Regions from separate parts of the Mus musculus genome. Here regions 1 and 2 are each linked to region 3. Evidence: chromatin contacts called from public promoter capture Hi-C data. All regions are on one chromosome and are shown on one strand. The core of a region is the stretch at or near the end of the contact, and the rest is flanking DNA. Distances in the headings are between cores, read along the strand shown. Region 1 has its middle 130 kb from the start of Gm34585. Region 2 has its middle 120 kb from the start of Edil3. Region 3 holds the start of Hapln1 (hyaluronan and proteoglycan link protein 1).

The links. Promoter capture Hi-C pulls out the DNA fragments that hold promoters and counts their contacts.
Region 1: a promoter capture Hi-C map of embryonic stem cells shows a contact between it and region 3, with 6 times the contacts expected there. The contact joins the enhancer-like site here to the promoter of Hapln1 in region 3. A contact is called at or near these places in 6 of 39 promoter capture datasets (the C10 cell line, embryonic stem cells, frontonasal cranial neural crest and 2 more).
Region 2: a contact with region 3 is called in a promoter capture Hi-C map of second pharyngeal arch cranial neural crest, with 2.8 times the contacts expected there. The contact joins the enhancer-like site here to the promoter of Hapln1 in region 3. A contact is called at or near these places in 7 of 39 promoter capture datasets (the C10 cell line, cranial neural crest, embryonic stem cells and 4 more) and 1 of 9 other capture datasets (embryonic stem cells).

What each region holds. Positions count from the first base shown.
Region 1 is chr13:88,649,639-88,652,857 of GRCm38.p6, forward strand. No RefSeq gene overlaps it. Among named protein-coding and RNA genes, the nearest start is that of Gm34585, 130 kb to the left of the region's middle. Within about 2 kb of position 1,558, at least 4 of the 459 cell types and tissues checked have an H3K27ac peak or open chromatin away from gene starts, as enhancers often do.
Region 2 is chr13:88,702,867-88,706,028 of GRCm38.p6, forward strand. No RefSeq gene overlaps it. Among named protein-coding and RNA genes, the nearest start is that of Edil3, 120 kb to the right of the region's middle. Within about 2 kb of position 1,840, at least 3 of the 459 cell types and tissues checked have an H3K27ac peak or open chromatin away from gene starts, as enhancers often do. A contact at or near this core is called in second pharyngeal arch cranial neural crest, where this site is marked.
Region 3 is chr13:89,538,567-89,541,908 of GRCm38.p6, forward strand. Hapln1 (hyaluronan and proteoglycan link protein 1) reads left to right here and starts at 2,070. Exons shown (of 5, transcript NM_013500.4): 1 at 2,070-2,346. Gm34699 (a long non-coding RNA gene) reads right to left here and starts at 1,103. Exons shown (of 8, transcript XR_382713.2): 1 at 990-1,103.

The DNA of each region.
Region 1 (3,219 bases), core at 308-2,807, 890 kb before region 3:
TTTTCACTCTATAGTACAATCAGATTTGAACCACTTGATGAACCTAGGGTGCACTTGAAGTCTTGATGTTATCGCCTCAACGTCCTGATTACTGGTGTTACATATGAGTCACCAACTCCTTTTGAAATGCTGTTTTTGTAAAGCTACTTTGCATTTTAAGTTTTATACTGACCAAATGACTTTGGGGTAAGGAGAATATTTAGTTTGATATAGCAATTTAAAGGGTCATCTTTATGTTGTGGGCTGGTCTATGCAAATTACTTTCAGAAGTACCCAGTATGAATAGATGATAAATTATATTGCTTAAATTAACAAGATGAAAAAATTACATAGTATCTTTATTCGTATGATGGAAAAATTCATGAAAGATAGTAGTTAAATTTAAAATCAAGATACATTAACTTCTACTCATATGTATGTAAGTTTATCTGTTGAGAATAGAAGCAAATGCGTTCACTACATGAGGACTGTTTTGTACATCTTAAAATTTAAACTCCCAATGAACTAAAAAGGAATGAAGGAGAATGTTTCTGTTTAGCAATTCGAAGTCTAGAGAATATTTTCTTAAGAATAGTACATTAGATCAAATTGGTATTGGGCAGATTGGCAAGATATTATAATGGTTTGCTGAGTCTTACTCTCCTTCACTTAAGAACATAAAGGCAGAGCCAGAGCCATCTGGGGAGGGAGCTGTTGGTTGCCTATATTCTGCTATTACTGTTTAGGATTGCAGACTAAAGAGAAGGGGGAAGGGGGAAGCTTCTTGTGTATGCCTTCCAGCAATACCGAAATTGATAACTGAAAAAGATTCAATGCCATTGAATTACAGGCATTCTGGACCCACTTACTAAGTATCTGGGGTTAAGGCTCTTTTCTAAAAATACTGCCATGAATTCAAACTCCAACTGTAGAAGTAAAATGAAGAATAGCAGAAGTTGTTCTGTAAATAATAAAGCAATACAAACCATGAAAATGAAATGCAGAGAGCTTAAGGCAGGAATGTTAGCCTGAGTCTAAAGCACAGCTTCCCTTCCCTGATCAGTGAAACGAATAAAAGGCATTTCTCAATGGATCTCTGTATAAAATGTATCACAGTTATGCCAAATAACACATTTTCAATCAGAACAAATGTGACATGTTGGCTTAAAGGCATGCTACACATCAGAAAATTAATAATTTAGAGGAGACATGTTGCCTAGACTATTTGGCATTCTGGGTTGCCTTGATCTCAACACATATGTATCTTTTTATTTACTGAGGAGACAAGATTGGTTTCTTGTGACTTTTGGTGGCACAATACTAGAAATTCAACTTGGATATCATTACCTCTGGCATTAATCATTCGTCTCAACCAGAGACTAGGATCATTTCTCACCAAACTAGGTGGAAACACCCTTTTACCAAATAAGGATCACGGCACTAAGACATTTTAGATGATTGTAAGTCACATTTCACCAGGATTTGCAGTTCACAGCATGCTATCATTAACATTATCTCACTTGATTATAGTGGTTGGTTTGCCACTGTGTGTCTTGCATTTCATAGGAACTCAGGAAGTATTGTGGATTGATTAACTATATAATCTTGCTAATGCAAGCAGGAAAATGTTCAGTAACCCTGGTTACATCATTATCCCAGCTGTCTGGTCCATTGTGATAATTTCCACAGGGAAACAGCCTCTGAGGAAAAAAAAAAAAAAGTGTTCCAGCCTTTAGGAAAATGGGGGATGTGTTAGCTTTCCAGTTAGACAAAGATGTGGTCTACAACGTTCCACAAGGGCAAAAGCTGCTGCAGCATTTGCCTGATTTGCTGCACTCCTCGTTCACAGGCACTTTGAAGTGGTGTCTCTGCCATTCCTATCCTAGTCATACTAATTTGTTCTCACAGTATTTTCCATCATGTTAAGTGTATCTGGCATTGGACTGTTTGGGGTTTTTGTTCTATGATGTTTTCATTAACTGTGTATGCTAAAGGAGGAGTAAGTAAGGGAACTGAGAGACCACTGGAAAATTGTAGTCGGGCTGCCTTCATAAATAATGCTCTGTTTTTGCTATTGATGTCAATCCAGGAAAGTATTTCAAGGCCTTTCTTCGTTTTTCTGAATGTTCCTAGCATTACTGCTGTATCTCACTCTCCCTTTCCCTGGGAAAACATACACAGTTTATAGATGAAATCATTTCTGAAGATTAAAAACTTGCTTTACCAAAAAAAAAACATAGAGCATAGGATATGAGTAATTGCAAAGGGGATGAAATTATAATTTTATTTCCTATTTCAGAAAAAAAGCATCCAAGAAAAATGGAATGGAGAACCTAATGGAATGCCTTCCTCACAAGAGCAGTAATTGAATTATTTTCTAATACTTAGAAGACATGTTCTTATGTTCCATAAAAATATCAAACCAGGCATAGGATAATACATTTATAATATATGCTTAGTTCACATATGAATATATGCACTAAATCTATCAGACTTAACCTTGTGTGATTCCTTTACCAGCAGTAGAGCCTAGCTAAACTCTCACTGGCTTTATGAGGCTGTAACCCTTGAAATGATGGATGTTTGTGATATGTTTGCTGCCTTCATAACTTAATTCTATGTCGACTTAACTGGAATAAAGGATGCTCAGATAGCAAACAAACAAAAACAAAAACAAAATCTACAATAATAAAAAAAAATAGTGAGGTTCAGAGAGTGTTTCATGAAGAGATTAACATTTAGTACAATAGGCTTGAATAAAACAAAACAAAACAAAACAAAACAAAACAAAACAAAACAAAACAAAACACACATTTATGTTGATGCTCCAAATAGAACTTTTAAAGTGTGAGGAGGGATCAATTACACCTTGTTTTTGATGTGGGACTTTAAGGGTTTGTTGTTGTTGTTTGTTTGGGTTCTTTTGATGGTTTGTTTTGCTTGTTTGTTTATTTTTGTTTTTCTTGTGTATGTGTCTTAGGTTCAATAGTTCCTGGCTAAGGGAACTCTGAACTCTGATATTTAGTTTAATGCCCAGCTTTCTGTGTTAGTGTTTTAATCCTGCAATAAAGGAATACTCAGAATTTGCAGACAGCAGAGTTTATTGGCTTGAAATAGAATTTGAAGTCAGATACCAAAGGACAAAATCTAGCAAGAAACTCTTTGCTTCACCATCCCATATCAGAAAGGCAAAAAGAATAGTTGAGAAAAATGAGAGGGCAATGATTCTGCTAAATACAT
Region 2 (3,162 bases), core at 590-3,089, 840 kb before region 3:
TTTGATGAACTGAATTCATTCAAACTATATGGCATATCAACCTATTATATTTTTACCTCTTGTTCCTTTTTCTGTTTGTTTGTTTTTGTTTGTTTGTTTGTTTATTTGTTTGTTTTGACACAGGGTTTCTCTGTTTATCTCTGGCTGTTCTGGAACTCACTCTGTAGACCAGGCTGGCCTCGAACTCATAAATCCACCTGCCTCTGCCTCCCAAGTGCTGGGATTAAAGGCGTGCACCACCACGACCAGCCCTGTTGATAGATCAGGCTGGTCTTCAGCTCACAGAAATCTGCCTGGTTAAGCCTTGGAAGTGCTATGTTTAAGAACATATGTTCCAAATAAGTCCTGCTTAAATAATTTGTCAATCTATTTATATGTTTGCATTTGATAATGTTTCGGGTTTTAAAGAGTCCGACTTCAATGCCATGTAAAGCAGGATTATTTCTCATAGTTCTTTCTCTAAGATATCAATTACTCTCATTCTAAGGGACTATGATAAGATTAAAATAACACTCTTTAATGCCTAAACAAGGATAAAGGGAAATGAAACTATAAAAATTGACTTTTATTTACCTCAATAAACACAAAGAAAAAATATGTACAAGTTCACAGGTAGCTGAATGCTTATGCATTTCAATATGATATGAGATGGAGATCACCAGTGTTCATTCTCAGGCTAGGAAACAAAGAAGCAAACTATGTTTCCTTATATGGAGAAACAGTGTTAGTACCAATAACATCCTTATTTCTTAGAATTTCTATGAAAGCAAATGAGATAATACTGGTGCTTTCAATTCAGTGCTTACAGTTAGTAAATATTCAATGAGTGTTAGTTTTTGTAATGAAGAGTGACATAGAAAGTAACTAAATTCTCACTTAAAAGCAAATTGCACAGCCTTCTAGACACTGCTGTCTTTATCCATAAAATTAGTAGTATTACTGACTTAATTTCTTCTGTTTAATCTAATACGAAGATTCTCTTTTACTGCAGCTATAATTATATGTGATTTTGTTCTGAACTCTGTTACCGTGAAGTTCAATCTTGAACTAGCATACAACTACTGTTGTAATTTTCCCATTTTCATAAATATTTTTCAGATAACCACAATTATTTTCCTGATTACTGGTTCTTACTTATCAGGGCCAGAGAAGAGAGTTTTGTTATCATCTTATTCTTCCTCAACATAGTCTTTAAGTACTGATATTATTTCTCTTTTATAAAAGAATAATATAAATCTTTTGAGACATAATGAGTTAGAAAAGGCCAAGTAACTAGGAGTCATGATGAATCAAGCATGAGAATGGAAGGAACAAAATGCAGTTAGGAATAAAAAAACAAGACAATGTGTTTAATGAGCATAATTTTAAAAGTCAGGGTTTTTATGTACTCTAGATCATGATGGCAAACAAAATCTAAGTTTCTCCAAGGCAAGGAACACGTCTTTTGCTTTCTATCTACTCTTCCAGCTGAAATGCACTGACTAAATTAACAAGTAAATAATTCTTTTTCTAACATTACCTTGGTAATATAGTTGTTTGTTTCATTAAGACACAGTGAGTCTCAAGCAAGAAGAAATACTATTTAAAAACATGCATGTTGTCCAAATTTAAATACATACATGTATATTTAAATGAAGAATAATTGCTGAGTAAATGTGGAATGCTTAGAATTGTGTGTGATGTGGTCAGACATATGTCCCCAAGTCTAGTACACTGATTTCAGAACTTGGTAAACTGATGTTAGAAGCTAATCATAAATGTTTTTATGTAAGGGGAAAGTAGGCAGAGTGTTGACAGCTATCACTGCCCTTCCATGTGAACATCAAGTGGCTGGCAGATGGGGGGCTGACATGGGTCAGCACTTAGTGCAGGGGTCAGCTAAACATCTGTCTTTGCTAAAGACTTATCATGTTCTGATGACTTGAGGCAGGCTGAGAATGTCAAAACAGCCCTCTGTTAAAACACCGGCAAAACTTAGATTATCTCTGCCCTGTTTAGCTGAATTAAAAAAAAAAAAAAAAAAAAAAAAACTTGAAATAATGAGTTCAAAATTATCTGAAAAATCTCAATTACATATATATTTTCCCTAGGGATATTATGTATAGAAAACACAAATATGACCAAAAAAAAATTATTGCACATCTGGAGTGAGTCATGTTGTCAAAAGTTAATTTTTCTCTCCCGCTCTTAACGGGAGCTTTAAAATATTGCCTAAGTATTTCAAGTATGGAAACAATGTAATGTAGTAACAGAACAGGATCCATAAGATGATAGTTAAATAACATTAACCTCTCATCTAATTGACCAAAACATTGGGCCAAAAATCTGCTCTTGTGTTCTTTTCCATAAATCATTGTTACAGAACCATAGAGCATAATTCTTCTTCAAATGATCAAAAAATAAGAATAAAAATGGAGCCAGAAAGCCTGCTTAGATGCTATTAAGAAATGTAAGATTGTCACATTCTAATATCAGTATTAACCCTAACTTACTCAGACTTTAATGTGTCTGAGAGTATTCAAATCAATTTTTGTATATCATGTTTTAACATCTGATTTAATGAATGAAAAACATATTTAATTTAATTTATTTAATTCAATAACTAGTCAAGGGAAGTGTCTAGACAAACTGAAAGTCTTTTTTGTTTTTTCTAACAAATCTATAGTAAACAGTGTTGTGGTATATGCAATGACATATGACCACATAGGCTCATATGTTTGAACACTTGAACTCTTGTTGTCTGGCAGTGTCTGGGGCAGATTAGAAGGTATGGCCTTGTTGGATGAAGGGTGGTCATTGGGAAAAGAAACTAATAGAAGTGCCATGTAGTCTTCTTCAATAACACAGTTGGATAGTCACTTCAGGAAATACTAAATATAGAATATATAGTTTCAGAAAAGATAGAAAAATGTAACTGATATTATTTGGGAAGAGGAAGGCAGCAGAAGGAAGCAGGAATGAAATATTTCCAATGACCTTACTCATATGATCAAAGTACATTATAGGCATGTATGACATGTATCATTGAATCCTATCATTTTAATTAAAAATAATATAGCAGTAAATGGTTTTATTTAAATTTTAAAAATTATGAAAAGGGTCTATAGAGTTGCGTATTACTCTCATGCAAAAGCAGTGCAAGCTGACCTGACATAATGTAGA
Region 3 (3,342 bases), core at 820-3,319:
TTTTAATCTGAAGGAGCAAGACTAGTACTTAAACTGTCTTTATACAATTTCACGGCCACTCACCACCAGCCTTACCACCTGTATGGTGCTTTAATATAAAAATTGTACTATATTTGATTTTAAATCTAATTCTTTTATGCTTTTTCAAACACCTACTACCCTGAAGAAATTCCATACAGAGTCTTCTTAGCTGAAAAGCAGAGTTGTGCTCTATTTTTATTGGCAGTCAATGTGGAACCTTAAATGCCAGCTGTTTTAGGAACCACCAAATGATTGACAGAAAACTGCAAAACTTGTAGCCTCTTCCCTGACTGGAGAAACGGAATAAAATGAAGGCAAGCACTTTGCCCAGAATTGGGGATGCAAGAAAGGTATGTGGTTGCTTGTTGAATAACTGCTTCCCTTTATGTCAAATTTAACTGTCTTTTCTTAGACACGCATGCTTCGTCTTTACAAAATAAAAATAAAATAGAGAAATAAATAAATAAAGTCTATCCCATATACACCTAAATCCCCAAAGACCCAATGGTAAGGCAGGGTGGGGGTAGGGGTGGCACTCCTGAAGGCAAGAACTCTGAGACAGTTCATGAAAAAGGGCGGGACGAATGTGCCCCAACTCTAGCGAGGTTACCCCACCACCGCCACGGACACGCTTTCCCTGCCTCCATGGGGAGTCCTGGAGGAAGCCTTGACCACAGCGCACCACTTAGGCTTTATCTCTAAGACAGTAGCGCCGCTCTCCGCCAGCCAAAGGACTAGGATCTTCAGCGCTTCTGCCCAGTCACCTACCCGACCCGGAGTCCCCAGTCACCCTCCTTCCAGCCTGCCTCACTAGTTTATCTGCCAAGAGTCTGGAGTACCAGTCTCTTTGCCCCTGGTCCCTACACCCTCTCCGCGCCCCTCTGCCCCCAAGCTATGATCTCCGAAGTGATGAACCGAATGATCCCCGAAGTGATGAACCGCCTTCTCCCCGGCGATCCCCTGGCTACCTGCAGTGGTCCGCGGAGTGCCTGGGATGCTGCCCAGGGCCCGGGTCCACCGCACTACGCCTGCTCTCAGGCAGTGATTCTCTCCCCCTCCCTCCCTGTGGGCCTCTAGAGCTTGTTTGCTCTTCCTCAGCCCAGATGCCAGATCAGTTCCCTGCCCCGCCGCTTCAGCAGCTGTTTGCTTCCTGCAGCGTGCTTTTTTTTTTTTTTTTTTTTTTCCTTTCTTTTCCGCCTTTCCTAGGCCCAATCAAAGGTGGCTCTGTTTTTGAAATGCGAAGCCGTTTCCTCTCCAAACCCCTTGGCTACTCAAGGCAGGAATCAATGGACCTATATACTCTCCCTCGAGTTATAAATAAATGTCTATTTGTTCAGGAGGCGTTTTCCCGCGTGTCCCATCATCTTCCCCAGTAGTTATTTTAAGTGTGTGTGTGTGTGTGTGTGTGTGTGTGTGTGTGTGTGTGTGTGTGTGTGTGTGTACACACACGTACACGCGCGCGCGCCCATGTCCTGGTCCTGTGACATCTGGTTCTAATCCTGAATGTGGATCTATAACCCAACCCCACCCACCCAGACTCCCCCTTGCATTCCTCACTCTATAAATAAACTCAGGTTCTTAGGCACTATCATCTAAGGACACAATAGCAGTTGTGGGTTAAAGGAAATTTAATCCAACACAGATACTGAGTCCCGCAGCCAACAATTTGGGCAAAACAAGCAATCTGGGTAAAAGTTAGGTGCTCAGTTGTCCCTCTTGTCTGTAGGGGGAAAACCTCTCCGATGCTTAGATACCCAAACTACAAGGTGACAAATTGTGTAGGAAAGTCAGTAGAGGCTACAATTCATCCCACAGATCCCGAGTGGCACCTCCTGTGGACATAACCCAGAGTAGACAGGCAACAGGAGGTACAGTGTGGGTGGGGGCTTGTGGTTGGGCCTGCTGCTTTTCCTGAACTCCAGAGCTGAATCCTCCGGATCTGAGCAGAGGGAGTCATCTAAGAGACTGCTGTTTTACAAGGTCTGGGCACAGAGCTGCCCCTCCCTTCCCCCCCTGAAGTTTGCATGGAGTGCAGTTAGGCTGTAATTAGAGGATCTGGGAGGAGAAGTCTCCTGGTGACGCTTTGCCTTTCTTCTGCTCTTGGTGAGAAGTGGCTCCTTTATCCTCGGATCAGGACCTCTGCCATCCAACACCACAAAGAGACATTCTGCACACACGCGCTCGGACACACACACCCATACCCACACCCACACCCACACCGCACTCGCCCAGAGACAAACTTAAGGTCAGGACGAGCACTAGCTCACTTCATCTCCAGCTCCCAGCTAAGTGGGACTCAGCTTCTGAACTGGAATTCAGGACAAGGTAAAACTTCCATCATTTCTGTTTGGTGGGTTTCCCCCTCTTTCAGACATATCTTGGTGCCTTATATATTTCATAGCACTGCGCATATAATGTATGTACGGAGTAAACAAATTTTCTTGTTTTCTTCAGTCTTTATTTAACATAGCACCTCCACTTTTTAAAACTATTGTCAGATAAAATAGCATCGCAATAAACAGGTTCAGTCTAGACGTGAAGAAAGAATTAACTCAAGTTTTCCTAGCTTTTGCAACTGTTGCTATTAATCTGAAAGGCACACGGTTTCAAACGGTGGCTTTTCCATCTGTACTTCAACAGGCAGTTTTATAGCAGCCGAGATGAGAGTAAGGGGTACAGAGTGCGGATGAACTGTGCAATGAGAATGTCCATCCCAGAGTTACGACTTCTCTCTGAGGGGATGTATAGGTTTACGTGAAAAAGAAAGTTACTTCCATTATAGCTAATACCTATTAGATTAACAGCCTTTGAAACGTCAGATTGTGGGTAATTCTAAAATTCTGAGTAATTTTAAAGTTAGGAACAGATAATTATAATGCATTGGGTTTTTTGTTAGGAGTTTTTTTTTTTTTTTTTAATTTGTCAATGGACAATATCAATGTCCTAAAAGTATTCCAAACCGTAGCTGTTAAGAACACTTTTTAAAAAGTTGCCCAAAGGACTTATTTGCACGTTGAAGCTACTCATTAATGAAAGCAAACCTGTAGTCCTAGGGTTGGATTAAGTTGTCCTCTTCTGTTGAATATGCCTGTTGTGTCCAAATAATACAGTCTGTTCATTTGAAAATAAGTTGTTTTATTTTCATTTATCACTGGAAAAGTACACAAGGTAGCCAGTACATTTGGGGAGTTTGAGGGTGGAAAATGTTCCTGTAAGTGGTCCAGTATGATGTCATGAAATCAAACATACTGGCTGGCTTCTTAGAACCGAATGGTTATTAAGAAATAAAGTCTGTGAATTAATTTCCTAGTAAATGTAATA